7 separate regions of the Mus musculus genome follow, and all the other regions are linked to region 1. Evidence: chromatin contacts called from public HiCAR-type, HiChIP or PLAC-seq and promoter capture Hi-C data. All regions are on one chromosome and are shown on one strand. Each heading gives the region's core, a stretch centred on a gene start, on an enhancer-like site or on the middle of the called end of the contact. The rest is flanking DNA. Distances are from core to core; before and after follow the strand shown.

The links. Promoter capture Hi-C pulls out the DNA fragments that hold promoters and counts their contacts. HiCAR-type assays count read pairs that join an accessible place to other places. HiChIP or PLAC-seq counts read pairs in DNA pulled down with a chosen protein or histone mark.
Region 2: a contact with region 1 is called in a HiCAR-type map of astrocytes, with 2.8 times the contacts expected there. The contact joins the promoter of Myo6 here to the promoter of Gclc in region 1. A contact is called at or near these places in 1 of 39 promoter capture datasets (erythroid cells) and 1 of 115 datasets of contacts at active chromatin or transcription factors (astrocytes).
Region 3: a contact with region 1 is called in a promoter capture Hi-C map of erythroid cells, with 40 times the contacts expected there. The contact joins the promoter of Mapk6 here to the promoter of Gclc in region 1. A contact is called at or near these places in 4 of 39 promoter capture datasets (the HPC-7 cell line, erythroid cells, hippocampal neurons and 1 more), 2 of 484 Hi-C or Micro-C datasets (muscle stem cells and nephron progenitors) and 3 of 115 datasets of contacts at active chromatin or transcription factors (astrocytes, embryonic stem cells and thymic regulatory T cells).
Region 4: an H3K27ac HiChIP or PLAC-seq map of embryonic stem cells shows a contact between it and region 1, with 10 times the contacts expected there. The contact joins the promoter of Leo1 here to the promoter of Gclc in region 1. A contact is called at or near these places in 1 of 39 promoter capture datasets (erythroid cells) and 2 of 115 datasets of contacts at active chromatin or transcription factors (astrocytes and embryonic stem cells).
Region 5: a promoter capture Hi-C map of erythroid cells shows a contact between it and region 1, with 20 times the contacts expected there. The contact joins the promoter of Tmod3 here to the promoter of Gclc in region 1. A contact is called at or near these places in 4 of 39 promoter capture datasets (embryonic stem cells, erythroid cells, hippocampal neurons and 1 more) and 2 of 115 datasets of contacts at active chromatin or transcription factors (astrocytes and embryonic stem cells).
Region 6: a contact with region 1 is called in a HiCAR-type map of astrocytes, with 6 times the contacts expected there. The contact joins the promoter of Tmod2 here to the promoter of Gclc in region 1. A contact is called at or near these places in 1 of 39 promoter capture datasets (hippocampal neurons), 3 of 115 datasets of contacts at active chromatin or transcription factors (astrocytes, embryonic forebrain and embryonic stem cells) and 1 of 9 other capture datasets (pancreatic islet).
Region 7: a HiCAR-type map of astrocytes shows a contact between it and region 1, with 6 times the contacts expected there. The contact joins the promoter of Scg3 here to the promoter of Gclc in region 1. A contact is called at or near these places in 2 of 39 promoter capture datasets (embryonic stem cells and hippocampal neurons) and 3 of 115 datasets of contacts at active chromatin or transcription factors (astrocytes, embryonic stem cells and neural tube).

The regions. Positions count from the first base shown.
Region 1 is chr9:77,752,359-77,756,510 of GRCm38.p6, forward strand. Gclc (glutamate-cysteine ligase, catalytic subunit) reads left to right here and starts at 2,177. Exons shown (of 16, transcript NM_010295.2): 1 at 2,177-2,601. The coding sequence starts at 2,452.
Region 2 is chr9:80,162,896-80,167,047 of GRCm38.p6, forward strand. It overlaps Myo6 (myosin VI), which reads left to right and starts at 2,139. Exons shown (of 33, transcript NM_001039546.2): 1 at 2,139-2,334.
Region 3 is chr9:75,408,334-75,412,485 of GRCm38.p6, forward strand. Mapk6 (mitogen-activated protein kinase 6) reads right to left here and starts at 1,683. Exons shown (of 6, transcript NM_015806.5): 1 at 1,530-1,683. 4933433G15Rik (RIKEN cDNA 4933433G15 gene) reads left to right here and starts at 1,851. Exons shown (of 4, transcript NR_040719.1): 1 at 1,851-2,433; 2 at 3,375-3,531.
Region 4 is chr9:75,439,406-75,443,557 of GRCm38.p6, forward strand. It overlaps Leo1 (Leo1, Paf1/RNA polymerase II complex component), which reads left to right and starts at 2,119. Exons shown (of 12, transcript NM_001039522.1): 1 at 2,119-2,230. The coding sequence starts at 2,173.
Region 5 is chr9:75,557,523-75,561,674 of GRCm38.p6, forward strand. It overlaps Tmod3 (tropomodulin 3), which reads right to left and starts at 2,135. Exons shown (of 10, transcript NM_016963.2): 1 at 1,978-2,135.
Region 6 is chr9:75,609,099-75,613,250 of GRCm38.p6, forward strand. It overlaps Tmod2 (tropomodulin 2), which reads right to left and starts at 2,227. Exons shown (of 10, transcript NM_016711.3): 1 at 1,926-2,227.
Region 7 is chr9:75,681,572-75,685,723 of GRCm38.p6, forward strand. It overlaps Scg3 (secretogranin III), which reads right to left and starts at 2,485. Exons shown (of 12, transcript NM_009130.3): 1 at 2,064-2,485; 2 at 1,367-1,419; 3 at 703-748; 4 at 393-608. The coding sequence starts at 2,154.

The sequences.
Region 1 (4,152 bases), core at 927-3,426:
TGAACTCAGGACCTTCGGAAAAGCAGTCAGTGCTCTTAACCGCTGAGCCATCTCTCCAGCCCCCCAAAATTAAGCTTACTACAACTAAAAGTTCACTTCTTATGTCATGTCAGTAGGATTCCAAATGCTCAATAATCACTTGAGGCTGGCAGCTGTCCTGCTGAGTCATGCAGGTGTATGAAAATGTGAGGTGAGACTTTGAGAATAACCAAATCTTCTTTGGGGTACTTTACATGCAGGTAAAACAGCTTCTCTCCCCATCTCCCAATACCTGTTCTGCTCACAGAGAACCTAGGCTTATTAAACACTAGTCTATATTGAACAGTTCCCTAGAAGTACAAAATACACACACAGACGTGCGCGGGCGCACACACACACACACACACACACACACACAAACACACAGACATCACCGGTACTCTAAGGAAAGCCAGTATCCAACATATATAGTGATACAAATTCAGGCACAACACAGAGTAGTCAGGACTCAAAGGAGTGTATCAGCTGGAGAATCTGCAGCACCCAGAAAAGAAGAAAGAATGGTGGATCAGAACATAGTTAACAACCTAGCAAGGATGGTGGGGAGGACACAATAAGGTAGTGGGCAGTAAGTAGTGAAGATTGAGTGGTGGTGGTGTTAGAATGGTTTTTTAAAAGAATATTATTCCAGCTATGTGCGAGAGAGAGACAGCATCATGTCTCCTCAGTTTTAGATGCCATCTAACCTGTGCACATACTTAAATGCATTCCACTGTGCAAATCACAGCCACACTTTCAGTATCTGTGGCCCCAAGCTCTTTGATGGCCTCATTCAATGAGGAAATATTCCTATCATGCATTCATCGATTAGTGTTCATTGAATGTTGTGATGAGTGTTCATTAACTATTAAATCTAAAGCAAATGTGGAAGTCCATGCCTCTAATCCCAACACTCAGGAGGCTGAGGCACGATGGCTGCCTGGAGTTCAAGGCCAGGTTGGGCTATCTAGTGAGATCTTGTCTCTAAGTAACTACATGTTGAAAATGTAGTTACAATGTGTGTGTGGGGGGGGGGAGGGTGTAATAAATGTTTTCTGCCCTCTGTACATGAATGGATCATCTAGTTACTGCATATATTTATACAGTTGCAAAACATTAATCGAATAACTATTCGGGCAAGGTACCTTCCCTTCGTTCCCACGGAATCCAGTTCCCAGAGCCTTCCGCACTCAGGGTAAAGCTCTCCTGAGCAATAGAATGACCACCGCTGGATGGACCTTCGGTTCTGAAGGTGGGGAAACTTCTGAAGAAACTTCTCACACTGCACACTTGGAGACAAGACAAGACAAGACCTCTTTTGCACAGTGAGTGATCTCTGTGCCGACCAGAGATCCCATTGGCAAATAGTTAACGTACAGGGTTTACAATGATGATATACATATATCTAATCCCTGCCCATACATGGACGCATGTAAATAACCAGCAATCAACTCTATGCATATCCATGCCATGTGGAGTCGTACAACATTTATTAAAAAGTATTACTCAGCCAGGCAGTGGTGGCACATGCCTTTAATCCCAACACTTGGGAGACAGAGGCAGGCAGATTTCTGAGTTCAAGGCCAGCCTGGACTACAGAGTGAGTTCCAGGACAGCCAGGGCTACACAGAGAAACCCTGTCTCGAAAAACCACACATACACACACACGCACACACACTCACACAGTATTACTCAGCCAGGCGTGGTAGTGCACATAATTGATCCCAGCACATGGGAGGCAGGAGGATCTCTATGAGTTCGAGTCCAGCAAAGCCAGTCCAGGACAGCCAGGGCTACACAGAGAAACCCTGTCTTGAAAAACCAAGAAGAAAAAAGAAAAAAAAAAAAAGGATTACTCTTAACTTTATACCCTTTCTACCAGTACAGAGTTGAACAGATATTCAGATATTTCAGCTCTCTCTCTCTCTCTCTCTCCCTCTCCCCCCCTCCCTTTTTTTTTTTTTTTTTTTTTTTTTTTTTGACCCAGTTTTCTCTTAGGACCCAGACTTTTCAGTCCTTATTCGCAGACAGCCCCGCCCCCCCGCGGACACCCTCGGCCTCAGCCCCGCCCCCGCCCCAGGCCCCACCCACGACCTGCCGCTTCGTTCCCCGCCCCCGCCGCAGCCTATAAAATCTGGAGCGCGGCGCACGGAGCGGCAGGCGCGGAACTGGGCATGCTCTGTGTCGCCGCAGCTTTGGGTCGCAAGTAGGAAGCCCGTGCACGACACCGGCGGCGCCGAGTGGAGCGCTGCCGCGGCGGCCAGGGCCGCAGGGCCGGCGTGGGAGCGCGAGACCGGGCGGCGGCGAGAGACCCCGACCCGGGCTGTCAACCGCGCGGCGGGGTCCGAGCCGGAGCGGGAACGGACGGGACGCCCGCCGCGCGGCCCGAGGGCGCCCCCAGAGCGGAGCTGCGGCCGGGAGGAGGACGCGGCCATGGGGCTGCTGTCCCAAGGCTCGCCACTGAGCTGGGAAGAGACCCAGCGCCACGCCGACCACGTGCGGAGGCACGGCATCCTCCAGTTCCTGCACATCTACCACGCAGTCAAGGACCGGCACAAGGACGTGCTCAAGTGGGGTGACGAGGTGAGCCCGCGCGCCTTTGTTCGGCCAGGCCGCCCGCGGCCCCGCCACCGGCCCGGGCTCGGCGCTGGCCACTCGGGCTCATTCATTCCTGTCGGGAGGCAAGCCGCTCGGACACAGGGAGGGCCTGAGCGGGAGGAGTGTGAATATCTGCCTCCCGGCGTCCGGTCGCACTGTTCGCCTTGGAGATGAGTGTGTACAGGACCGACTTGCCCGGCTGGCTTGCTATCACGTTTCAAATCTCCAGGGTGTTTGCTTCGGCCCTCGGTTTTCTCTAGCTCTTTTTCTTAAACGCCTGACACATCTCACATCTGTCCGCAAACTTTAGAGTTATACATTGCAACAAATACATTGCTAGACCTAAGGACTTGGGGTTGTCTTCCTAAAAGACGGGAGACTTCATTATCCGGTTTAACTGTAAATGCTTACAACTTAGAGGTTAGGTAAGACTGGTTAGAGCCAGCAGCTAAGCGTTACCAGTCAATGCTAAAACTTGTGCATGATCTCTGGGACCCATTTGTTCGAACCATCTGAAAGCGGCAACGCTAAAAACATTTTTTTGTGTGTGCATCCCCTATTTTTAAATAAGCACATTGATAAAAAGATACATAAAGTTAAATAACCTCTTGAGTCTGACCTTTATTGTGTGGGGTTGGCATTTACGGCAGATAGCGTGCCACTCCTGTATGTATTTATCGTTTAGTATTATCCTTGGGCTAAGTTTCAAAGTGTTGCTGTACCGGCATAGACTAGCTTGCGAAAAGTTAGTTTTTCTGTATCTAATGTTGGTAGATGATTCTGCCATCTGCAGCTGAAAGAATTATGCTTGGCCTAAGGAAGTATTAGGACTAATATATATTCCTACAAAAAAAATTGTCTATCACCACATTTTCTTTCAGGAAAGGGACACACTCGTTTGGCAGTTCTCCAGTTTTAGTCCAAAGTTTGTTGTGTATTTACATTTGACAGTTCTTCATTTGTGTTCCGTGTATCATATACAGGGCAGGGATATTATGGGTTTTATCCACTTGTTTTTCCTAGGGCCTAACTAGGAAATATATATAGTTGGCAGCAGCAAATTGTGGCGTCCTTTAAGGTTCTCATGGAACCAGCCACTGTTGAGCAATCAAAAATTTACTTTTCGCTGTCTTGCTAGGACTCCATAAAGACAAAAATAAAAACAAATGAATGTCTTTATAACCATTTGGAGTTGAACTTCATCCGCAGATGTTCAGTGCAGTCGAAGCACAGTGGTTCACCATGCCCCTTGCCTTTTCTCTACTAACCAGGAACCTCCCGGATCCAGATCCTTCTTTCTGTTTTAGAAAAAAAAAAAAAAAACGCTCCCCCTGTTGGCAGGAAGAGCATGTACAACTAACTGCCTGTTTGGAGAGACTTCCCATGGCAGACGAGTAAAGTGAGTGGTGTGAGAGGAACAGCAGAGCAGGACCTCAGGTGTACCACACATTTCCATCGTGACGGGATCTGGTGAATAGAGTCGGTACCAAGTTTACCTTCCTCCCCACAATCCTTATCAAGGAGACTGAAGAAGCC
Region 2 (4,152 bases), core at 889-3,388, 2.4 Mb after region 1:
AGGAACTCAAAACAGGAACCTGAAAGCAGGAACTGTTGCAGAGGTAAAGGAGAATTCCTACTTACTGGCCTATTCATCCTGGCTTGTTCAGTTTGCTTTCTTATATTCCCTGGGACCACCTGCCCAGGAATGACACTTTTCACAGTGTACTGGGTCCTTCCATTAATTAATTCCATCAATTATCAATCAACCAAGAAAATGTCCCATAAGCTTGCCTACAGGGTAATTTGATGGGGGATTTTTAAAAACTAAAGTTCCCTTTCAGACGACTCTAACTTGCATGAAGTTTTGCCAAACAAAACAAAACAAACCCACATAAAACAAAGCAAAACAGATAAAAAACCTAACCAACACAAGCATCTTCTTCAGTCTTTCATCCTCTTATTTTTTGTAGTGGGGTCTCAGTGAGTCCAGAGCTCTCCTTTTCTGCTAGAATGGCTGGCCAGGGTGAGCCAATGGTGAGCCAAGGGTTCTGCTTGCCCTCTATCCCCCTCTCTCACCTTAGTACTGGAATTTGAGAAATAAGTCTGCCCCTGGTTTTAGTTTATTTTACAATCTTTGATATAGTTGAGATTTTTCTTTTGGCAATCTTGGAGCTACATTTCTGTGGTTGCTGTAAATTACTTCCTTTCTTGGTTTTCCTTCCTCTTTTTTAGTTTCCCTAATTTTACTTACTGTCTTACGAATTTGAAATGTGTTCAGTGGAAGGTAGCTTTTTCATCAAGTCATTTGGGTCGTCTCTGAATGCCTGACCCTTCCCTTACCATTTTTTTGTGGTGATATGGATTGAACCCAGGGCCTCACATGCTAGGCAAGTATTCTACCGTGGACTTAGTTATAGCCCATCTCTCTCTGAAACAGGATATTACTAACTGACCATGCTGGTCTTGAACATGCAGCTTCCCGAGTAGCTAGAATTACAAGCACGAGGCACCAGGTCCAGTTTGAATTCCTGAAACCTGTCTTCTCTGGGAATCTTCTAGACAGAGCCCAGTGGTCAGAGTACAATATGAGGAGTTGTTTCTCTCCTTGAAACATGCTGGGCTTCAGGATGGGCTGCAAGAACCCTCACTGGCTGAACTATCTTGCCAGCCCCTTATTTTGTTTTCATATTAACCTCTTTTTTCTAGTAAAGGAGATGTTTGCTCTCAAATTTGCATAGGAATGTAATATTTAATTTAAAAAGATGACCCACATATGACCTTATAAGGACAGTAAAATTAAACAACCGGAAAGATAAAGCGGGCCAGTTGGCTCAGTTCTATAAAACCAGCCCACAAGGATTGTCACTATTCTTAGGCTTGCGCGGGCTACATGATGAGTTCCAGGACTGCCTGGTTACAGACCGAGACTCTCTCAAGAGTCCAGATAAACAACAACAAAGGGGGCGAGGTGGAAATACAGGGGCTGTAAGAAGTAAATATGATATCTGCATGGGAGGCTAGCCAGAGAAGAAAAAATTTTCTTCCGTGGTTCAATCCTCCAAGGGCTGAACAGGAAGTTGACGCAGGCAGGTGAGGAGCACGAGCCTAGATGGGCTGCGGTGCCACCCTTAATCCCCACAAGCGAGTTCCTCCGCAATTCGCCTGTCCCACTCTCAACTTTTCTTCAACTGACTCTTTGCTGTGGTCCCTCGCTGTGGCAGTGGAAACAACTACCACTGCGAGGTAGGGAATGTCATGAGGGGCTACCTGCAGCCCTTGGCTTGCAGGGATGCAGGGATGCGGTCGGAACCTGAGGCCCCGCCCTTCTCTTGCCCCACGCCATTAGGCCACGCCCCTACCCAGCACTCCTTCAACCACCCCCTTCCCCGGCGCCTCATGAGGTCCCGCCCCTCTCAACCCTAGCTCTTGAGGCCTCCCCTTCACAGCCGCCCCGGCGTTCCTTGACTTGAGGCCACGTCCCTCTGCTCCTTCATTCCCAAGACCCTACGCTTTGCGAGTCCTCCCTGTCCTGCTGCCTAGGACCCCGCCCCTCTCAGCCCTTCTGCCCCAAGACCCCGCCCCTTAGGCTGTTCCCGCCCACTGGCCAATGAAGACCCGCCCTTTCTTTAGCCGCCCCGCCCCGGTCCCACAAAATCCCGCCTCCGGCCCCGCCTCCCGCCCCCTTGGGCGCTCCGTAGCAGTGACGTGCGCAGGCTGGGCACTCTGCAGGGCTCTCTGGCCGGCGGGTGGAGACCGATCCGGGATCTGTCCCAGCAGGAAGCGTATCCCGGCCGCCGTCGTGCTGTCGTCTCCGGTGCTCGCTCTCGGCCGCGGTGTCGCGCTTGCCCTTCGCGCCCGCAGCCCGGCAGCCTCTCCACGGCCGCGACCCCTCGCGCACCTGCCTCGCCGGGTGAGTGTGGGCGCCTGCCCGCCTGCCTGTCCTCACCGCCTTGGCCTCTGCTCTGCCCGGCGCGGACTGGAGCTCTGGCTTCCCCTTCCCGGGCCAGCGGGGCTCCTGTCACCTGACGAGTCCCACCCGACACTGCAAGATAGTTTTATTTTCTCCTTTCGAAACACAGTGAAAAAGCTACACAGTCTAGTTTGTTGTCAGAGTAAAGATCAATTGATACCATTAATAATTTAGCTGTGTCGAAGAAGACCATGGTAGCATACTATAAAGCTGGAATTTTAGTTCCTAAGCGTTCTAGTATTTTGAGTGTGAGTTTTACGGATGTGTTGCTGAAAATAACTTTGTTATTTAATTCCAAATCGTCTTAAACTAATTAAAACGTGCTAGCTGTGGATTGTATTTTAAAATAGGAAATAATTTGATAAGGCCATTCTTAGATAATCTATGTCAGGAACTTTTACACAAAGATACATTTTATCCGGCATAAAGTATGTAGGGCAGAGCTGTTTAAATCCCAATGTGGAGATACTGCTGGAGCGCTACACAAACGCTGCTCCGATTTCATATGTGTTGAATAAAACTTTAGTTTGCTCTCGTGTTACAGTTGCAGGATTTTCGAATATAGTTAGTCAGCTTGAGACTTTTAACAGCCTTTGAGGCTCGGCTGTAACACCATAAAATCTGAGTCTTGAGCTTGGTGGTGGTCATGGTCCAAAGGTTGGCTGCGGAACAGCAGCATTTCTGTACAAATTAACTCGACTTCAAGACATCTTGGCTTGTGGTTTTCCAACTGGGAAATGTTTAGTGAAAAAAAAATTACCTTAGTGCTCTCTAGCATTAATTTTAGAAATGGCCACAAATGCTACAAGGGGGACAGAGGAAGCCCAGAAACAATGTAGTTCTTCAGAACAGCTCATTGACTTTTAAATGTCTGCCCATTTTCTGTGTTTGCAGTTGCACAGGAGTAAACAGGCACAGTGATAAATAGAAGTCATTTTAGTCTGATGCTCGTCGGCCTGTAGTGTTTTTATTTCGTGTGTGTGATCTGTTACCCATTTTTTTCCCTCTTCCTTTCAAGTTTTGTATTTGTTTTCAAAAGTTACTTGTAAAAGGCAGGGACAGAATACAACCCTTAAGAAAAGAGTATTGCGATTATACAGTTAAAAAGCCGTGGAGTATAGATTTTACATATGGTCTTTAGTACCTAGACACATGAGCAAGAAAAAGTGAACAACTATGATTTTTCATAGAAGCTACAACATATTAAAAACAAAGATGCAAATTATAGTCCATGGGACTTGTCCGAAAGGGATTTTCCCTTGTTTACACGATCAAATTTTAAAATAACAGTGGCCAGGAAATCGGAGAGAAGCCGAAGGCTCCTCGCTCATCCTGTTGTGACTTTGCCTGGCGTCTGTGGTGGATCACTTATTGTTTAGACAACTGGACTGTATCTGGGTTTTGAAAGGCCTTTAGATGGTTTTAAAGATTTCCACCATGCAAGGTCTGAATAAATCCATAAGAACTCCACATAAAAAACCATTCTCTAGTTTTTAACTTTCTCTTGGTATTCAAAACTCCACTTAGGGTACAGGATTGGGAGTGTAACTCAGTGGGTAAAGACCTTGCCTTGTGTGTGTGTGTGCGCGCGCGTGTGTGTGTGTGTGTGTGTGTGTGTGTGTGTGTGTGTGTGTGAGGCCCTGGGTACTGGAGTTTCATTTATATTATTATATATATTATATTAGAACATCTTATTTAAACATTGCAATTTGAAAAACACATTGCAATTTGAATAAATCTCACACAGTATAATGGTGA
Region 3 (4,152 bases), core at 433-2,932, 2.3 Mb before region 1:
GTAATACTGAAGCGATAGAACTGTCTGCTCAAATCTGACAAGCTTCCGAGATGACAATTATTAATTGGGACATCAGTAAAGCAAGATTTATGATGTAATTACATTAATACAACATATATTTTTGTTAAAGCAGCTTACAAACAGGTTTTTAACAACTACAAGCTAAAGATATGTTTCTTCCACTCAATTCAAAATTATTTCCAAACACTAAAATCTGTCATTTCTAGAAACTCTCAAGCTGGGGACAATGGTGCACACGTGTTAAACCCAGCAGGAAGCCGAGGCAGGAGAATCGTTACTCAAAGCCTAGCTGGGACTACGTGGCGACTGTCTCTGCAACCAACAAAATCCCTTTGAGGACTGGACCCTGGTTAGACCCCACATTCTTCTCAAATTCTTTCCAACGCAGTTCTCCAACGTTAAAGAGACAGAACGTCAAAACCCAGAATTTTACCAAAATAAAAACGCTAGAATAATCAACAATTTATTCTGAAGCTAGCTGCTCTTCGTTTGATGGCCTGAGAACGTTTTTATTTCCCCCTCTGACAATCATCTATCTGTATCCATAAAAAGTTAATACTGCCTCCGGACTCTTAGCAACGAACACGAACTGTTTAGATACTGTAAAGAGACCTAACTCCCCTTTACCAAGTCCCTGCGCTCCATCTTTCCTACTTTCAAGTCAAAGAAAGGTAAAACACGAAAGCGATCTAAAGGAGCTTGCTGCACGCAGCTTCCCCAAGGCACCTGAGCCGGAGAGCCAAAGCCAGGCAGGAACAAAAGGCGGCCGAAAGCCCTCCACTCCTCACAACTCCCAAGTCCGATCATAACAAGCTCCAAGTGAGGAGGCCTGTAACCGGTAACGTACGTTTTCATCAGGGTGTTTTTCCGGATCACACCTTAACGTCCGGAAAGGTGTCAGGAGCCCTGTCTCAGGCCGGTCCCCGGCACCTCGTGGACCGCCAGGCACAAACTTGGGCGGACTTAGGGGCAGGAGCAGAGCGCTACGCAACGTGCCGGAGACTTTGCCCGGCCGGAGTCAGCTGAGGCCGAGTCACCCGGGCAGGCTGGGGAGGGGAGGAGACAGGAGAGCTTGAGGGAGGCAGCGAGCCAGGAAGGCAAGCCTCCACCGCCTCAAGCGCTCCTGGACCACCGCCCTCGCCTGCGCGTTGGCGGGGACTCGAACCCGCGGAACCGGGCGCGGGCGGCGGGGACTCGAACCCGCGAAGCGCAGCCCGGTGCAGGCGGCGGGGGCCCGCCAGCTATGCCTGCGGCCGGCTGCCCGGCGAGGGGCGTGCCGGGTGGGAGGGGCGCGCCGGCCGCGCCGCCAGCCCCACGCGGGGACCTGGCCCTCGCAGCCGGCCGCGCCGCCCGGGCTGAGCGGGCACACGGAACAAAAGCGTCTTTGTTGAGCGGCGGCCGCCCGGAGGGTCACACACAATGGACGCGGGAGCCGGCGCCGCCGCCGGGCCCTCTGCCGCTCCCTCCCGCGCCGGCCCGCACCCGGCCACACACACATACACACTCACGGGACTTCTCCGACTCATCGACAGAGTGCAGGGCCCGCGGACAGCCCTCAAGGTCGGCTCAGGTCTCCGGCTGTGCTGGCGGCAGCGGCGTTTCCGAGGCTCTCGCTTTGCCGCAGTCGCCGCCATGTAACCCCGACCCGCCAGAGAGGGCGCGGAGAGAAGGCGGGGCCTCGCAGAGGCACGCCCCCTCACGTCACAGGCTCACTCCACGGCGGCCCCGCCCCCGCCAGCCGGGGAGCCGCACGCGCCGGAATTTCCAACGCCCGTGACTGCGCGCGCCGCGGGGGCGGTCGGAGCTGCACGCGGCCTGCTGGCGGGTACACCCCGGCCTCAGCTGAACCACCGCCCAGAGTGTCGTACCAAGTGACCCGACAGGGCGAGCGTCTGAACGGCTGCTGGGTCCCGTGCTGTCGGGAGGAAGTGGGCGAAGGCGAATATGCTAGGCCAGATTGTTGAGCAGATAAGCTCAGGGTGGTGTTGGGAAGGCCCCTGGGATCGGTCCCCGGGGTCCGTTGGCTGCTTCTAGAAGCATCCGCGGTAACCAGGGAGGTGAATGAGTGAGGGGTCCTGGGAAAACTGAGCAAAAGCTCAGTCAGCAGGGTGGCTGGCTTGTTGAGATCGCTGAGACCAGCCAGAGTTTGACATAGGCGTGCTGAGAAAGGTAGATAGCTGCCCTTCCAGTGCTTAGATGAAATTTAAGTATTTAGGAACTTAGATATAAAAAGCACAGGGTTTGCCTGGGAGTAGTGGCACATGAGTTAACTAGTCTATGTAGTGCCAGGACAGCCTATGCTATATAATAGACCCTGTCTCAAAAGGCTGGGAGAGCTTGTTGTTGTACCCCTGTGATCCCTGTCTTGGAGACCAGAAGGATTAGAAGATACAGTTAATCCTTGGCTGCATAGTGAGTTCAAAGCCAGCCCAGACTACTGAGACCCCGCCTCACAAAAAAGAAAAATGAGAGGTTCGGTTAGCCCTTTCTATCAGTGGTAATTGACCATCCTAAAGAAAATATGGCCACTGCAGTCCATGATCCACTGTAAGCAGCAAACCCCTTTCAGAGATGACACAGTCACTTGAAGTTAAGAGCTTGAGAGGAGCTTCAATGTTTCCTAATACAGAGATACATTAAAATATATGCTTTGTGAGACAGCATCTCTCTATAACTCAGCCTGCCCTAGCACACCTAATCTCCCTGCCTTAGCTTCCCCAGAGCTTGGATTATAGGCTTAGGCAGCTGAGCCCAGCTCTATTATATTTAAAGCAATACCATCTGAATACCAGGAGAAGAGCAGTAATGCCTACAGAAAGCGAGATTTACAGCTGTTGAGTGCAGCCGGCACTGTGAAGTTCTGCTCCACCGACCCACTCTGTCCTCCCTCTAGTTCCTCCTGATGGACTCTGGGACCTCCATCTTCCTCTAATGGCTGGACCCCCCGGGGTGGTGGTGGTGGTGAGCATAAATAGCAAGCCGTATGCTTTCTCTCAGAAAGTTTATAATGCATCTCTGCTGACTTCCATTAAAGCCAGCCATATTGCTTTATAGGAGTCAAAGGAGTCCACGATGTTAAGTGTTTGTGGAATCTTAAAAGAGAGGTCAGGGTGAGCTAGGTACAAAATTTTGGAGATTTGGTTTATGATAGGCCTTTCATCAAGGGGTCTTGACTGGGACTGAGTGGTGTGACAGTTTAGGATGGGAAAGGGAAGAGTTTTGAAAGAAGTCTAGGAGAATTTAATGTTGGATAAGCCCAGAATCTTGCTGGGGGCGGGGGGTGGGGGGAGGGGGGGTGGAAGGCGAGTTTACCCTGATGAGTTTAGTCACTTATGTGTTCTTTCCAAAAATAGGCTTTGAGGAAGTCCCTGCCTGAAAGCGCGATAAGGTATTTGCAAATTCATCTTCCTGGATGAGAATTTCTTGAAGTCGGTCATGCGTATAAACCAAGTGTGGTAGTGAACGCTTGTCATCCCAGCATTCTGCAGGCTGAGACAGGAGAATCTTGAGGTGAGGTCAGCCCTTGGGGTTCCAAAGCAGGCAAGCAATCAAGCAAAAAATGAGAGACAGCAGCAGGGAGTGCGAATGACCACATTTCATTATATACGTGTATGAAATTGCCAAGGAATTTTTAGGAAGAAAAAGGTCATGTTTGTATGCACAGCTGAATTTTGTTCATGGTAATACAGCTAGGCTAGATTTTTAATCCTATTGTATGAGCATAAACATGAGTGGAGGCCACTTCCCCTAACATTTGGTTTATTTGGAAGGGGGTTGTTTTGAAAGACGTCTGTCTGTGCAGCCCCAACTGGCCTCAAGTTCACGCTCATCCTGCCTCAGTCTCCCCAATGCTCCACACCCAGCTTCTCCAAGTCGTTTTTGAAGCTGTATATGACAATTATTTAATGAGTAGGCCAATCATTTGTGTGGGTCATGACCAACAAATTTCATTACCCAGAAAAACAACCTGAATAAGAGACCATCCCCTATAAACAGGAAGGGCAACAGGGAAGCTTGCAGCTTTGTCCTACATTATAGCAAATCAAAATGCCACCAGATACAAACCAGGCCATTATTCTATGTAGTACTAAGAATGATAAAACCAGGGCTTGGGAAAAGAGAGATGACTCA
Region 4 (4,152 bases), core at 869-3,368, 2.3 Mb before region 1:
TCCCTAATGCTTTGACCCTCTAATATAGTTCCTCATGTGTGGTGGCCCCCAACCATAAAATTATTTTGGTTGCTACTTCATAACTTTTTCTTGCTACTATTGTGACTCATAAATATTTTTGGAGAGAAAGATTTGTCAAGGAAGTTGCAACCCACATGTTGAGAACCATATCCATCTTATAGGTATGTTGATCTATAATCCCTTATCTATAATTCTAAAACCAAAAAAGCTTAGAGATAGGCTGGAGAGATGGCTCAGTAGTTAAGAACACTGACTGCTCTTCCAGAGGTCCTGAGTTCAAATCCCAGCATGATACAGTGGCTCACAACCACCTGTAATGAGATCTGACACCCTCTTCTGGTGTGTCTGAAGACAGCTACAGTGTGTGGGACTGGAGCAAGTGGGGAAGGAGCAAGCAGAGGTCCTGATTTCAATTCCCAGCAACCCCATGATGACTCACAACCATCTGTACAGCTACAGTGTACTCATATACATAAAATAAATAATCTTTTTAAAAAAAGCTTAGAAATGGAGACTTGGAGAGATGGCTCTGTGGTTATGAACACTGGCTGGGTTGCACTGGTTGCTCTTCCAGAGGACCCAGGTTTGATTCATAGCACTCACATGGAAGGTAACAGCTGTCTCTAACTCCAGTCCCAGGTAATGTGATTGATGCCCCTTTCTGACATCTTCAGGTACCAGGTATGCATGTGGTGCACAGATATGTATGCAAAGTAAAGCACCCATGCACATTTAAAGAAATAAAATTAAAAATAAATTTATTTTAATAAATGTAATTTAAAGAAGAGATCAGAAATGAGCAAATACTGCCAGAAACTAACCTAATACTACTGAAAGCTTCATCCTTAGTAATCCAGGCTGTCTTTGTGGCCCCAGCTGGCCTCAAATTCTCAGTTGTCTTCCTGCCTCAGCCTCCCATATTGGGATTTCTAGTCCTAAATCTTTTATTTTTCCCCAGTGCAGATTGAATTTGAACCCTCACTCATAATAGGCAAGCTCTGTACAGAGCTACTTTCCATGTGCCTAGAGGCCAAAGGCCGATTTCCAGTGTATTCTTGAAATGCTCTTCACCCCACCAGGCAGCACCTTACTTTTTTTTATTTTTTTTCCCCCAGACAGAATCTCTATGTATAGCCCTGGCTGTCCTGCTGTCCTGGAACTCGCTATGTAGACCAGGCTGGCCTAGACACCACCATCCAGCATCTGTATTTTAAGACAAGGTCCTTTATTGGACCTGAGAGCTGGGATTACAGATGTTGGAAGCCGTGCCTGAGTTTAAGTAGGTGCTGGATTTTCGGAAAACAGATCTTTAGTCTTTAAGGGCAAGTCATTTACCGACAAGCGATCTCACCAGGTCTTTTTTTTTTTTTTTTTTTTTTTTTTTAAAGATTTATTTATTTATTGTATGTAAGTACACTGTAGCTGTCTTCAGACACTCCAGAAGAGGGAGTCAGATCTCATTACAGATGGTTGTTAGCCACCATGTGGTTGCTGGGATTTGAACTCCAGACCTTTGGAAGAGCAGTCGGGTGCTCTTACCCACTGAGCCATCTCACCAGCCCTTTTTTTTTTTTTTTTTTTAAGGGTGGGGGTTCTCAAGGATCCCACGCTGCTCTTGAAGTTGCTATGCAGTTGATGATGAATTTGGGTTTCTGACCCTTTGCTTCTAGAGTGCTGGATTACAGGCGTGCACCACTAACTACTCCAGGCTAGAGCTCTCAATGACTTATTTCTTATTCTTCTGCCACAGGATCTACGTATGTAGACATATGCTGGCTGGCTGGCTGGAACTCGCTTTGTAGACGAACCTGGCCTGGTATTCACAGAGATCTGCCTCCCCAGAGCAGAGCGACCACACCCACCCTCAACTATTTTTAAGAAACCTGGCCGCAGCTGACAGGTCGTAAACAAGTCTGACCCGCATCCCAAGCTCCGCACAGCGTGCGAGCGGGCTAACGGAGTAGCGGGCGAGCGCAGACACCGGGGCGGGGGTGGAGGGGGTGGGGGCGGAGCCAGCCGAGTGCTGGAGAAAACTAGGTCACAAAAGTAAAGTAGGTCTTTGTGCGGCTCTTTACGACACGTCGTGTTTGGACGGGTCTGGCCGTAAAGCAGGCTCGAGCCGAGCAAGCCAAGGCCGCGGACCAAGCTGCTATGGCGGACATGGAGGACCTCTTCGGGAGCGAAGCTGAGAGCGAGGCCGAGCGCAAAGGTGCGGCGGACGGGCGGGCGGGCGGGCGGGCGAGCTCCGCGGATGGGCACATGGGGCGTCGGGTTGCTTTTCGGCCGGAGGCGCGGCGCCGGGCAACGCGAAGTCCCCAAGCTCTTGCCCAGCGCCCCCTGCATGCCCGGCGGTGCCCGCCTCTCCCGGGGAGACCGCCGCGGAGTCAGTGCCTGGAGGATCAGGGACCGGCCTGGACTCCTGGGGGAGCAGAAGGGAGGACGTGTGGCCTGCGCCCCTCCGTGCATACATGGCCAATTGAAAGGGTGGCTGGCAGTGAATGAGTGGAGACATGTTCAACTGCCCATCGGGCGCGGTAACGCCCCGTGTGAAAGGGCGAGTTGATGGGAGAGTGTAGATGCCCCTGAAGGGTCTGGGAGGGATCAGGTTGGAGTTCTACAGAAGGACTACGCACTGGCGATGGGTGCCCTTGGAGAGCCTGTGCGGAAAGCCAGTTTCCTTGTCTGTGATGTAAGAATGGGGAAACTTGTGGAGTGTTTGGAGAGGAGTGACAGGATTTGGTGATGAATGAATGAATGATGGTTCATGGGGGGCATTTCTGGCACAGGTCTACGAATATCTGAATTTGAGATGTGAATAGAAGAATGAGGAAAGATCCGAGATGAACTTCAGAATTCTTGCAGCCCCCCCAGGCCCAAATTAACTTCTATACATGTCATTTTCCTTGCCCCTCCCCCCATTCGTCACCAACTCCAGTTTGTATGTAATTACTCCAGTTGTGGAGGGAGCACTAAGTAAAAGTACAGAGAACTAAACTCTTCCTGTGCCCGGCTTTGCTCATAGTTTATTCTCTGTGTCTTCGAGGCACAATTCTGTGTACACCTTCCCATGTTTTCCATGAAGCGTTTCATTCATTCAGTAAACAAGGATCCCTATCATCTCCTGGCCACCTTGCTAGGGGTTGGGAATGTAATCATGAGAAGACAGGTTCCCGCTCCCCAGCTTAGTGCTTAACGCTTAGTGCTTTTTTGCATCCACTGGTGAAAGCGTCGTTTAGTAAGATGTACCTGTAGTGCTTTCTCATAGCCACCCATAGCTTAGGGAAGTGGAGTGTACAGATGATTGCAGTTCTACGCTTTCTTCCCCTCCCCTTTCTTCCCTTTTAAAAACTTCTTTTAAGGTCATGGCAGTTTTCTTCCATTTTACCATTGAGTTAGTGGACTCTCCAAGACTGACTTTCAGGGTCTGGTGTCCTGTCTTTGACAACTGCTCTTAGTCTTGAAGTTGCTACGGATGTGACAGGGTAGAACTTGGTAGGTCTGCCTGATTGTCTGCTTACCTGCCTGCGTGCCTCCTTCCCTTTCTTTCCCCCTCTTTCTTCTACTGGATCTGCTGTGTATGTTGCCTTTGTTGGCTTTATACTCCCGATTCCACTTCCTCAGTGAGTGCTGGTCTTAGTTAGATGTGTACCTCCACTTCCAGCTAGTACTACTACGTCCTATTTTCTATTTCTGCTATACGTTGATCTTGTGACTTGATGCTATCCTGATGCTGATATGTTTTCTGTCATTGTTTTTGTGGCTCCTTTAGGGTTTTCTACATGTGAAACCATGCCATGGTGATTAGAGATAGTTGTACTGTTTCTTTCTCTTGCCTATTTATTTACCTTGCTATGGCTGGTACTCTCTTTATGATGTCGAATGGGACTTGCAGAAGTAGATATTGTTCTTGACCTCAGAAGGAGTATGTCTAGGTTTCTAGCATTGTTTATGGTTTATAATCATCGACTCTGTAAGGTCTATAATGTCATCCCCACTTGCATTCTTGACTTTAGTAATTTGAGTCTTGCTTTTTTTTTTCTTGTACAGTCTGCCTAATGGTTTAATTTTGTTAATGTTTTTAAAGAATGAACTGTTAGCCAGGCATGATGGTACATCTCTGTAATCCTAAAA
Region 5 (4,152 bases), core at 885-3,384, 2.2 Mb before region 1:
TTATCTTTCTGCTTTTGTGGTGCTAGGTCCTTACACATGCTAGGCAAGCCTTTATTTACTGAGCTATATCTCCAGCCTGAAAAAAAATTGTTTTTACACTGAAAACCAGGAATTGTGATGGGATCTGACCTATAAGTATTTAATGTCTATCTGGTGAAGCGTGGCCTAATGGCCTACCACAAAGATGAAGGATAAATCAGCTACAGGGCAGTAATAGCCTCAAGAAGACACCTTTGGTCGGTCATTCCTGTCTAGCATCAAGGTTGGAATGATATACACATAGCCATGGTTTTCCAAATGGATTAATTCTTTAATGATAATAGGGATATGGTTCAGTGGATATGATCCAGGAGGATATGACATCAACTTCCAGGCTTCCACATGCATGTTCATACATGTGAACACACAAGAGCATGCAAAGACCTGAACACACATACACCATAGAAGGATAGGATGATCATGGGTTACCTGGCTACCACCAACCTCATTCTAAGATAAACTACAAATGCTGAGAGATGCAAGGCAAGGTCGTTTAAGATTGGAATATGATGGATGGCACGTGTAGAACCAGAGATGGGATTCAGTGTGTGTTCTCACCTTCTGAGCCTTCTCTCCTGGCCCTACTGTCAGCTCTTAATACATTATAGACATGGCCAGACTCGGTGGCTCCGTCTGTAATTCAAGTACTGGGAAGCTGAGGCTTAAAGGCCAGCCTGAGCTACACAGCTCAAAATATCAAAAAGAGATATATATGTGTATAAAATGTGTGACCAGGACTAGGAAGAGAACTAATAAAAAGGAGTCTGAGCAAAGCTATTCTTCTAAAATAATGACAGGTCAATTGATTAATCAATTTAATATGCAAAAAAAAAAACCTATTCCGAAGTTTTTCAGAAAAAGAAACATGAACTGCACTAAATGTCAGAAACCAAAGAAGACTGCTCATAGCCAGCAAATCTCCACAGGCTCATTTCCTGTTTAAGTATGACCTCCTGGGATAAGTTTTACTGCAGTGTTCATTACCAAAGAGATGACTGTGGTTTTTGGGTTTTTTTTTTTTTTTTTTTTTTTTTTTAAAGAGAAGCAGAGGTCAAGTTGGGAATGTGATTCTTAGAAGACAAGAAAGAGGGGGGTGGGTTGGATGGGAGAGTAGAAAGGGAACGTGGGTGGGGTGTGTGTGTGGTAGGATTCGAAAGGGGAAAGGGGATTCTTAAACAGAGAAGAGAGAGGGAAAGAGTCGAGAAAGAAAAGGAAAGTAAAAATTGGGGCTGTTTCCCATTTCTGTTTGTAATCAGAATGCAGACTTGCGGAGGAAACGCATCAACTTCTGTAAGCGAAGATACAACGACCCAGTCACGTCCTCAAAACAAACCCGCATCAGCTTCACAGCTGGCCCCAGCTGTGCTGCACAGGAGCCAGAAACTTATTCTAAGGCAGGGCAGAGCAGATAAGCAAAATGGCCAATGCAAGACACCAGATTTCAATCACAAAAAGGGTGTGTCCCAAGTTTTGTGGGTTTCCTCTCATCCAACAACAGCCAGGCAGCGAGATGAAGGCTGGGGTAGAGGGGCGGCAAGGCAAGGCGCTTCTCAGACAGCTTCCCAGCTACGCCGGTTCCGGAGCACCGGCCGGTCCCAAACCCAGACAGCCAAACCCCAAACCCTACGTAGACAGTCCCGAACTCCAGGAGACCGGTCTCAAATACTAGTGGCGGCCCCGAATCCCAGGCGGCCGGTTCCGAACCCCTGCTGGCCGGCCACAAGTGACTCAACCCCAGCCCAGAGCCTGCGCGCCTGGCCGCGGGCGACACCCAGCACAGCTCGCCGTCCCAGAACGGCCCGGCACCCTCTGCTCTCTAGCGAGGCCCGCGGGCAAGGCGCAGGAAGCACAGCCGCTCCCTTCTTAGTCGCCCAGGCCGGAGCGACCCGCTGCCGCGCCCGCCGACGGACTTCCTGGAAAGCACTGGGCTGAACTCACCTGTCTGGCCGCCGACCCACTGCACAGTCCGCAAGGTTTGAATCGCTCTTCCCGGCGCCCACACTCCGCGGTGCCTCAAGTTCAGGGAGTTGCCGAATCCTCCCGCCAGCTGCCCCTAAACCCGACCGCGCTGTCTGTATTGCTGGTTCCCCTTCACTGTCCCCTCCCACGCGCGTGCGTACTCGTGGGGCAGACTGCATGCTGGGAGTTGTAGTTCAAGGGAGAAGGGTGCGGCTCCATACATACGGACCTGGTCCTTTACAATGGGAAGGGTGTTGTTATAAGAGGGTACAGACACTAGGCTGAGAAAAATGCTTTCTGCTCCTGTATATGTACCTGCCCGTGACCCTCTGGAAGGTAGAAAGCCTATCTATAGGCTTTTTTTTTTTTTTTTTTTTTTTTTTTGGGTAATACATTTCCTTCTTGCATGGTGGGCCTTTTGTAAACAAATAATACAGAGTAAGGCTTTTCTTAATCCCTTGGTTACTAATGGGAGAGCGTGATAATGGGAAAGCCTTTCAAACTTGTCATGGAAGACAGATAAAAGCTAAGGAACTGGGATCGTAGCACAGTTGGTAGGGTGCTTACACAAGCATACACAAAGCCCTAGATTTAATTCCAAATAATGTATAAATTGGATGTGGTGTTACATGCCTGTAATCTCAGATCCCAGCAATTGAAGCAGAGGGAGGGGTACCAGAAGTTTATCAGTCAGTTACATACAGAGTTCAAGGCCAGTCTGGGCTACATGAGGTTTTTTTGGTTTGGGTTTTGTTTTGTTTTGTTTTGTTTTGTTTTGTCTTTTTAAAGCAATTTATGGCAGAAAAGGTCATAAATCGCACCAAGGTGTGGTGCCTCTAACTAAACAAAGGAGTAAAGGTGAGAAGCAGAGATATATTTCATTAATGCACACACCTAGGAAAGGATCAGATAAAGAAGTCAATAAGCCCATATGAGCTTTAGATTTAAGCAGAGCAACTGGGGCAGGAAGCATTCTTGTATGTATAATTGAGCAATCCTGGTCACAATGTGTCCTGGCTGGTCATTCTTTAAGACTGGTTCTGCAAGTTGTTCCCAAGAGTCCCTTTTGCCTGAGGGGGCAATGTCATTCTCAGAGGATAAGTGCTCATGTTCCAAGATGCATCCTCCCCACCATGGATGGGATGGGTAACTGACCATTTTCATGGAATCCAAAGTGACCACAGGTGCCTTTGAGGAGTAATTGTAAAAGCTGACTCTAAGATGTCTCTCATACTTTAGTTTTATGCCTTTATCCTGAAGGACCATGAGAGAAGTCCTTGAATGGTAAATATGTCCACATGCAGAGGTACCTAGGCAACCCAAAACAGGAAGGCAGACACAAAATGAAAGCATAGATGTTAGGGGTTACTCTGTTTTTAGTTATCTTATGGGTCCAAGCAAGGCAGTGGTTTTTAACAGATGCTGTTTCTAATCACCTGGTAGACAGCATGTGCCCATTTTCCTGCTCCATCCCATCTTCCCGTTCCAACTTTGTGTTCTACAACAGGCAGTGCGATTAGGCTAATGTGAGAGAGAGTAAACTGGAGAAGCAACTAGTCAAAGGAGGGAAAGGAGGGGATGGAGTTAGGTGAAGATGACCTTGGAGGACCGTTTAATGATGTTCTGCATAATGGGCATGATTGGCACGGGCATCAGCAGCATGGGCATCTGCATGGGCATCAGCATGGGGCATGGGCATCGGCATGGAGATCAGCATGGGCATCGGCACGGGGCATGGGCATCAGCACGGGCATCGGCACGGGGCACAGGCATCATCATGAGCATCAGCACGGACATCAGCATGGGTAGGAATCGTGTTCTATCTTGATAATTAAAAAAAAAAAAAAGAAAAAAAGCAGCCCAGAAGAGGACTGGAGAGCATGCTTGAGGTACATTCCAGTTACACCCAGAATAGGGAGTCACCCAATGGTTAGTTTCTCCTGGCATCTATTTCTGGCATCTACTTCTTCCTCTCAGGGCGGGAGCACCCCTGGTTAAGTAAACACTCCGGATTTGTGCTGCTGACACTCACTGAATATCACGGATAATCTGGAAAATCTCAATCTCTTTCTCTCTCTCTCTCCCTCCCTCCCTCCTTCCCTCCCTCCACTCTTTTCTCTCCCTCCTCTCCTCTCTTTCTTCTTCTATATCTTC
Region 6 (4,152 bases), core at 977-3,476, 2.1 Mb before region 1:
TACTTCTTTATTTTGTATGCAAGGTTGAGACAGGGTCTCATTACATGTTGCTGGGCTGCCCTGGAACTCCCTATGCAGATCAGGCTGGCCTTAAACTCACAGAGTTCTATGTGCTCGGATTAAGTCAGACCCTATCACATCCTGTCCCCCCAAATGATCTTTTACAACTATTGTTTTCTCATGTAGCAGTCAAAGTCCACATACATCAATTCACAGTCACCTGCATTCTTCCCACCTATGATAGCTGTTCCCTACCCCTGCATTATATAGGCTGGAATACTATACGGGTGAAATATAGATGGTCTTCTTATAGCAGGAGACCCATAAGAGGTACCACCTTGACCTTGGGAGGATGGTGGGAAGTTCCTAATCTCTGCATTGTAAAGACACGTGCTCCCTCAGTATGATGCTCTGAAATAATATGAAATCCTGTTCACACTCATTGGTTTTGTACCAGCTGGGGAGTTAGGTCAGTGATGTACAGTGTGTCTCTCAGACCTTCTATTGTGAATTCACTTTTCCCACAATAACCCATCAGTACCACTCTCTCTCTCCTCACTGTATGTTCTCTCTGGCTATTGCTTGTTGGAGTCTCCTCCCCCACCTTTTTGCTGAGCACATTTGACAGCTCAGGCCCAGCCCTAGGGAGCCACTAACCTTTATCAGCTGATCGAAGTGCCTGCTGCAAACAAAACCACCACATTGTGGCCTGCCAATTTATATTAACATAAAAACCAAACCTTTGAGATATTTATTGAGCTATACTGAAGAAAACTGAGGGAACCAGGCATATTTAAAACAAACAAACAAACAAACAAATAAATAAACAAACAAAAAACCAAAACTGGATTGGCTAAGCCCTGAAAAATCCTCCTGTTTCTTTAAGGGAAAACTGTTCGCTCGGTTTCCATCAAGCATTTTGTAAAAGTGTTAAACACTCTGGCCATCTCAGTACCTTGATATAAGAATCTAGGACGAAAAGAGGTTCAGAATCCATCTCACCAAATATCTCATTTTACACGGCGATCGCAGCTTAGAGAGGAGAGGGGGTCTGGCCCAGCATCCATCAGCGCCTAGATGGTGGAGCTGCTATGGAAACCATGCTTTTGTAATACGTTCTCGTTCTCTGATGTTCTTTTTTCTCCCTTCCCAAGCGCATGGTGAATCAGATATTTAATAGGCGCCGGAGAAACGATGGCGTTCTCGGCCTCTTTCCTGTAATTTGCATTTTAGCCGCATTACCTTCCCATCTTCTAATATTTTAAAATAAAAATTCCCAGAGCCTTTTAAAAAATCACCCCCCCCCCCAAAAAAAAAAAAACCCGACCTTCATATTTTTTGCAGGTTAACAGGTTAAAGCAAAGAAGCCTCGGAAAGACACAGACCAGCATGATTTTAACCAGGAAGAATAAGAAAAGATTCTCTGGGACCTGCTCAGAGAGGCTTTCTGAAGGCAGATGCGTCCTTGTGACAGCTCCCAGGATCTCAGAAAAGATGCCGGCCCGACTCCTCCCTTCCCAGGCTCTTGCTCAAATGAGGCCGTGAGATGCCCAAGACTCAGAGAGCTTATCACACACCGGTCTACGGGAGAAGAGAAAATGGGAAACAAAGCCTAAGGTGGAAAACCCCAGTTCCGTAGCCCGGAGCGACTGGAGACCGCGCCCTCTCTGCATCTGCGCGTGGACTGCGGCGCCGAGGGTCTGCGGGACTGCAGGGCACAGTGCAACCGGTACCCACACTCATCCCCGGCTGCCCGGCTCGGTCCCCTGCCACCACGCGCACCAGCAGCTCGGGTGCAAGCCGCTGCGGGCTGCACTTGGCCGCGCGCCACGCTATGGAGCATCCTCCCGCGGACACGCTAAGCGGGGGACAGGGGTGCTTCAGATAGGATGTCCCGACAGTGCCCTCCTGTCCCAGGTTCTCACCTTTGCTTGTGCCCATCCCGAAGCGGAAGGTCCTGCCCAGCAGCCTTAGAGCCAGGAGTGAGCGGGTCCGACCAGCAGGGGCGGCGCCGTGGCCCCAGGCTGGAGCTGCGATCAACAGGCGGCTCCCGGCCGGGCGCGGCGCGGCACGGGGCGCGGGGCGCGCGGCTGCAGCGGGGCAGCCTGGGAAGCGTAGTTCTGGCGGCGCGCGGTGGCCACTCCGAGACAGGACCCTTTGCCCGGGCCGCAGCTGCGTCTCCCAATGACGCGATGGCCTCGCAGGGTCCTCCGGTAGAATCTAGAGCTACGTGCGCCAGCACGCTGCGAGGCAGGTGGAGCCTGGGTTTGGGGGATGCTGGGTAGGCTCTGTGGACTGGCTCAGGATCATTGACGCCATGGGTGGCAGAAGCTTGACAAGACTGTGGACAGCTGAGCATCTTTCTGGGCAGCCTCATGAAGGCCCACTTTGGGCCAAGTATAGGAATAGACCAGGCCTGCCCTAGGATTTACTGGCTAGGTGTAGGTGTGGGAAGAACTAGATGGGTTAATTGCTTAAGAGGGGTTGGAAAACTAACTGGGGTTTGGGGAGTGGGATAAAAGTTTTGGTTTGGGAGTGCTGGGGAACTGATACCTACACACTGGCTTCATACTGGACATTGGATTCGAGACTCATTCCCTGTAAAATGTTTACAGCTTAAAGATGCGGTGTGGGAGTCAACAACCGCAGGTCTATCTGTACTAAGAGCACACACAGTCCGGAGTCCTTCATTGTGGTTACAGAAGACATTCTTTGGATGCAGTCTCTGATGGGAAAGTCCTGCAAAAAGTGCTATGCAAAAGATAGCTGCGTCTCTGGCCTGGGTAGAAGTTAAAACTCCCTGAGTTTATTACTGTGGGTCTTTTAGCAGTCTAACCTCCATCCCCACCAACGAAGATGTACTGAAATGTCCTTTCTCTCTGACTGGTTCTTAGGAACTACAGAATATTATCTTGTTTCTGGGGCATGAAAGTTGAATGGGACGAATCCCTGATTGTGGAAGTGCATAGCAAAATGGGTTCCTTCCAGAAACTTTCTTTTGAGAACGAGTCCTATCATGTAGCCTAGGCTGATCTTTTAACTCCTAGTCTTCTTGATTTTGTTTCCTAAGGTCTGGGACTACAGGTATGTACCACCATACACACAATAGGGGCATTTTCTATTCCATAAGGTTGCTCTCCATTTGACTCCTTGTTGGGTACGCTGAGTATATAACCTTTGAAGGGTACTTGACAGTTATAGCTGTTCTGAGTTGTTGTTGTATTTTTTTCCAAGTTGCTCCATGCAGTATTTCACTATATGGTGGGATTGGTGTTATGTTGGGATTAGTGCAGGAACATGAACTAAAGAGATGGATGCTTCAGGGCTGACTGGATCTATAGTAGACCAAGGATGGGTGAGGGTGAACTTGAATGGCTGCTATCTGGGGTGAGGTATGCAATAGTCACATAGCTGAAATAAAAAACATGCTGTAGAAGAAATCCTAAAGTCGAAAATAATAGCAGCAACTTTGCATGCATGTGAAAAATATGCCTTCATATTCCTGTAATTTTTTAAAAAATTTTTGTAACAGTCCCATGGGATGAACAAAGGGAGTTTTTATGGGAGTTCAGAGTCATTCAAGAAAGAGAGGTGGTAGGATAGGTTTATCCAGCTTCTCTAGTCATTAAGGACATCATTCTCCAGGGAACACCAGTGTGGTTCCCAGCGCCTACACAAGACAGACCGCAACAGCTTGTGACTCTAAATTTGGGGTAGCCTATGCACTTTTCTGCCCTCCCAGGGCATCCCCACACAAGTAACATGAACATTAACATAAATAAACAAAAATTAGGCCAGTGGGTGGCTGAGTCAGAAAATAAAAGCTGGCCTTTTAAGGCTCTGGAAACTAGGGTGGTGAACACAGGTATACCATGGCTGCTGAGAGACAACAGAGTTTCCATGGTCAACTATAACCCTGCATCCCCTTGTCAGAATGAAAAGAACTGGAGGTGTGACCAAACCAGTTTAAATAATGTTCTCGAGTTTTCCTATGCTTTTATTATGCCAAATGGTCTGTATAACAGACAGGATATCTGACCTTTCTATGTTGTACATTCATCACAAAGCATAGTCTTTTACTAAATAAAAATGGGGCTGTTTACAGATCAGATCAACAGTTTTACTAGCGAAAGGCACAATCTAAAGATATTG
Region 7 (4,152 bases), core at 1,235-3,734, 2.1 Mb before region 1:
TTTTTAAAGCATCAGTAAGGAAAACCAATTACCATCTCTGCCTTTCTCGCTTTTTCTGAGTCAGGGTCTGGATGGCCTGGTACCCTATGTAGCTCAGACTGAACCCAACCTTGTGACAACTCTCTTGCTTCAGCATCCTGAGTGTTGATCGGGATTCCAGGCCTGAGCCACCATACCTGTTTTGGTAAAGGGATCTTTAAAGGGGAAAATTGAGACTCTAGGTTTTTTGTATGTTATAGGTCAATTTTGGTTTGACCTCAACTTTGGACTTGATGAATAAAAGGTTATACGTGCATTCAATACATTTTGAAAGTGTGTGACCTTTTCTTAATATGTAAGGAGAAACTCAGAGTGAGAAGAGAAGGCGGCAAAGCACCTGGTTAATCATTTACCTTGAAACTTGTGGTCCAGTCCACTCTTGGTGGAATCGTACTCATCGATCAGTTTCCGATTTTTGGTTGAATCAGCGTCTTCCACGTTCAGTTGGTTATCAAACGGGGGGCTTCTTATGGATTGTCTCTCTTTCTCAACGGTTTCCTTTTCTGTTATTGCCCTCAGCAGATTCAAGTTATCGACAGAAGAATAATTGCTTTCACTCGGCTTGCTTTCTGGAAGGAAAGTTCCAAGCCCAACACATGCATTTTAGTTTAGAATTCTGTGACCCACATATTTAACTGAACAGCAGAGTGGTTTCTTTTTTACCTGAAGGGAATGCCTTTTTAATCTTGTCTGCCTCTGCCTCAGCGATCTGTGAGACAAACAGGAGACAGATCTGCTTTTAAATCCTTGCTTCACTACTTATCAATTCCACAAGATTTACTCTCTATGTGATTTAGTTCTGTTTGTAAAATGCAGGCAGAAAGCACCGTTGTCAGGATTAAATGAGACAAAACAAAGGGCTGATATGCTTTAATCAATTAATTCCTCTCTCCTGTGATACTGACAAAAGACAAATCTTCAACCAAGTGTGGTAGCATGTGCTGACAATCCCAGCACTCAAGAGGAAGGGGCAGAAAGATCAAGAGTTGTAGGGCAATCAAAGCTACCCAGCAAGGCTCTGTCTCAAAGAAAACAAAACAAGCCACGCACACACTTTGGTAAACTAGACAGTCTTATAAGAGTGGCTACAGTATTGATCTCACTGGGTTATCATCATGCCTCAGCCCATGTGCTATAAGAACTCAGTGCACTAATTGTGAGAACACAGAATTAGTGGAACCAGATTTATCATCTTAGTTTTTGTCAATTTATTATTAATGTCTTGGAGTTTATAAATGTAAAATGGCTAAAATATCACAAGGAAACTACAGTAAGTGACAACAGTGAATAAGATAACATAGGAGTTATAATTTTACATCTGACCTACCTGTTCATTCAAAGGTCTTTCTGCACTTAATTCTCTATTATGCAGGGATTTGTCTAGAATAAATACACATAAATATAAATTTAATTGTGCATTTGGGTGGTCAAATATGTTTCCTATTAAAATAAAAAACACAATGAAAAAAGATTTTTTGGAGAAATAATTCTGAATGTTATAAAATAAAATTTATAGTAGCAAAGATTATCAATTGTATACATGGTGAGTTCCAAAGTTGGTATGCTTATTATATTATTGCATATCCTGAATTAAATGCAATCACACTTTTATTTTCTGATCAGAAATTTAACATATAGTTCTAATTCTTAGCTTATTAGCTCTTTTCAATTGGAAACATACTATTTGGATTATCATTGCTGGTACATTAAAAGAGATCATCATATCCTGCATGTGTAATGAGCAAAAAAAAAAAAAAAAAATCCTAGCCACTTTAAGCACAGGTACTCGCTCCCCTTTTCAAAATAAGACCATGTTATCGCTCTATTATTTTAAAAGTAAAGGAGAAAGAAAAATCCATCTTCGTTCTCTGAAGTCAAAACCGTGTATATTCTGTCAATATGCACGATACGAGATCTGCTGAGAAAAACTAGGCAGGGCGATTTAGAGCTCACGGGTCACATCAAGCTTTATCTTGGCTGGGCCAAATGAAAGAGAACTCTAAAGCAGAGCAATGTCCACATACCTTGGCTGCCTTCGGGTTTGGGGAAAGCTTGAATTGGGCCGCTGTTGAGCACCAACACCAGTATCCAAGAGCCGGTCCAAAGGAACCCCATTCTTTCTTGCTCTTCTGTGCTTTGCTGGAAAGAGCTTGGCGCTGGGCCCCTGAGCTGTAGCTTTTGTTATGAATGAGAAGGGGAGTTAAGAAGCTGGAAGGGACAGGAGCCTGGGTGCGGGAAGGGAGAGGGTCTGGGCGCCTCCGGCGCAGTTGCTCCGGGCTGGAAGGAGGATGCAGGCTCTTCTGGCGCCCAGAGCAGGTGAGCAGGTGCGGTAGGCGCTGTCCGCCCCGCGGGTGCTGAAGTTCCTGCGCCGCCAGCGGACGCGGGCCTGGGCGTAGCTTTACTCCACTAGCTCCAGGAGAGGAAATGAGGAGGAGGCGCATGCTCCATGCAAACCAGAGGCGTGAGGATGGCGTCAGCGACCCAGCGCTACTCCAATCCCGCGGGAACGGAGCGGGGGAGGGGAGACAGGCTTGCTCGCGTATTTTCCTTGCCGCAGTCTTGGGTATGTTTCTACGTCGGAGTCGGGCCGGATTGCAGGATTGCTGGACGATAGGCATGGTTGCTGTACCTCAAGGGTTAAATGCCCTCTCTACCCGTGAACTTGTCAAGGAGACATGGGTAATCTTTGTCTAATTTTGATTGTTATTCTTCTGCAGTCTCTACTCCAAAATCCCTTCCTGCTATACTCAAAATTCTGTTATACCTTTATATTCTACTATAATCAAAATTCTGTTATAAACAAAAGATATAATTCTATCAAACCTTATAAAGACCTGCCTTTATTGATCTGTGTTGACAGTCTTTTGATGCTCTTGCATCTCAGCTCCACAGGAGCCTTTTGATTAGGAAAGCGCACGAATATTATTTCAAATACATTGTGCATAAAACTTCACTCTCACATAGTTAGAGAAGGAAACAAAACAAAACAAAACAAAACAACCCGTTTGTCCCTCTTGGAGCGAGAGTCCTCACCAGAAATATTCAGTTTTGTTCTCTTTCTTCTAACCAAGTAGGAAAAATAGTGTGCTTTTGTGACATTCTTCCCCGGGTCTAATTTATACCTGAGGATCTTGATGTTCTGAGAGTCTTTCAAGAAAAGGGAAAGCCATGAAAAATACTCCTCTCCTCATAAGCAAGTCAGAGGGGTGCTTCCTATAATCCGAGAATATCCTGGAAGACTGAGGTCATTGCATACAATTTACTATCCAAAGACTTTTAAGTGGTGAATGCGAGTAGCATAATGTGAGCGGGGTGCTGAGCAAGCTCTTTAGTCTGATTTTTAAGCAGAACTTGGATCTTTCCCTTTCAACTGCAGCCTGCTGAGAACCCAGCTGAAGAATGGCCACAAAGAAGGATCCAGCACAATCAGGCCTTTGATTTCTGGCTCCTCCCTCTCATGGACCAAGTTACTTATTTAAATACATGAAAACAAACAAACAAACAAACCCACTGACAAACAGATTTCCCTTTCTGGAGGTTTTGAGTTTAATAGTCATGCAAGTATTTCAGTTAAGAATCTAAAAGTCCTTTTGTTTCCATGTGAATCTTTTTTAAAAATTGATACATTAAAATCTGTTACAGAGTACTTCAAATCTAGCAGTTACTTCAAAACGAATAGATCTTTCTCAATGGTGGGTAGCACAGTATCATTATCCTGGTATGCTGCAGTCTTAAAAATTAACTCATGGGCTAGAGCAATGGTTCATTGGGTTTGCAGAGGACCCAGAACCTACATAAATGTAGCTCACAACTGTTTGTAATTGCAGCTCCAATCCTCTTCTGGCCTCTGTGAGCAACACATGTGCACATACCCCAACACAGACACACATCCATATAATTATTAAGATTGTGTTTAAAAATTTAAAAAAATTGGGTCATATTTTAAAATCACATCTGTGCTAAGGGAAATTTCTTTAGATCTCTGTTCCTTAAAACATAAATGACAGCTCTATCAGCTGACATATAGATGCCACTTGTTATCACATTAGATAGAAACTGAACTATGGAATGAGTAATGTTTCAGATCAGCTGACTTATGGAACAGGAAGGAAT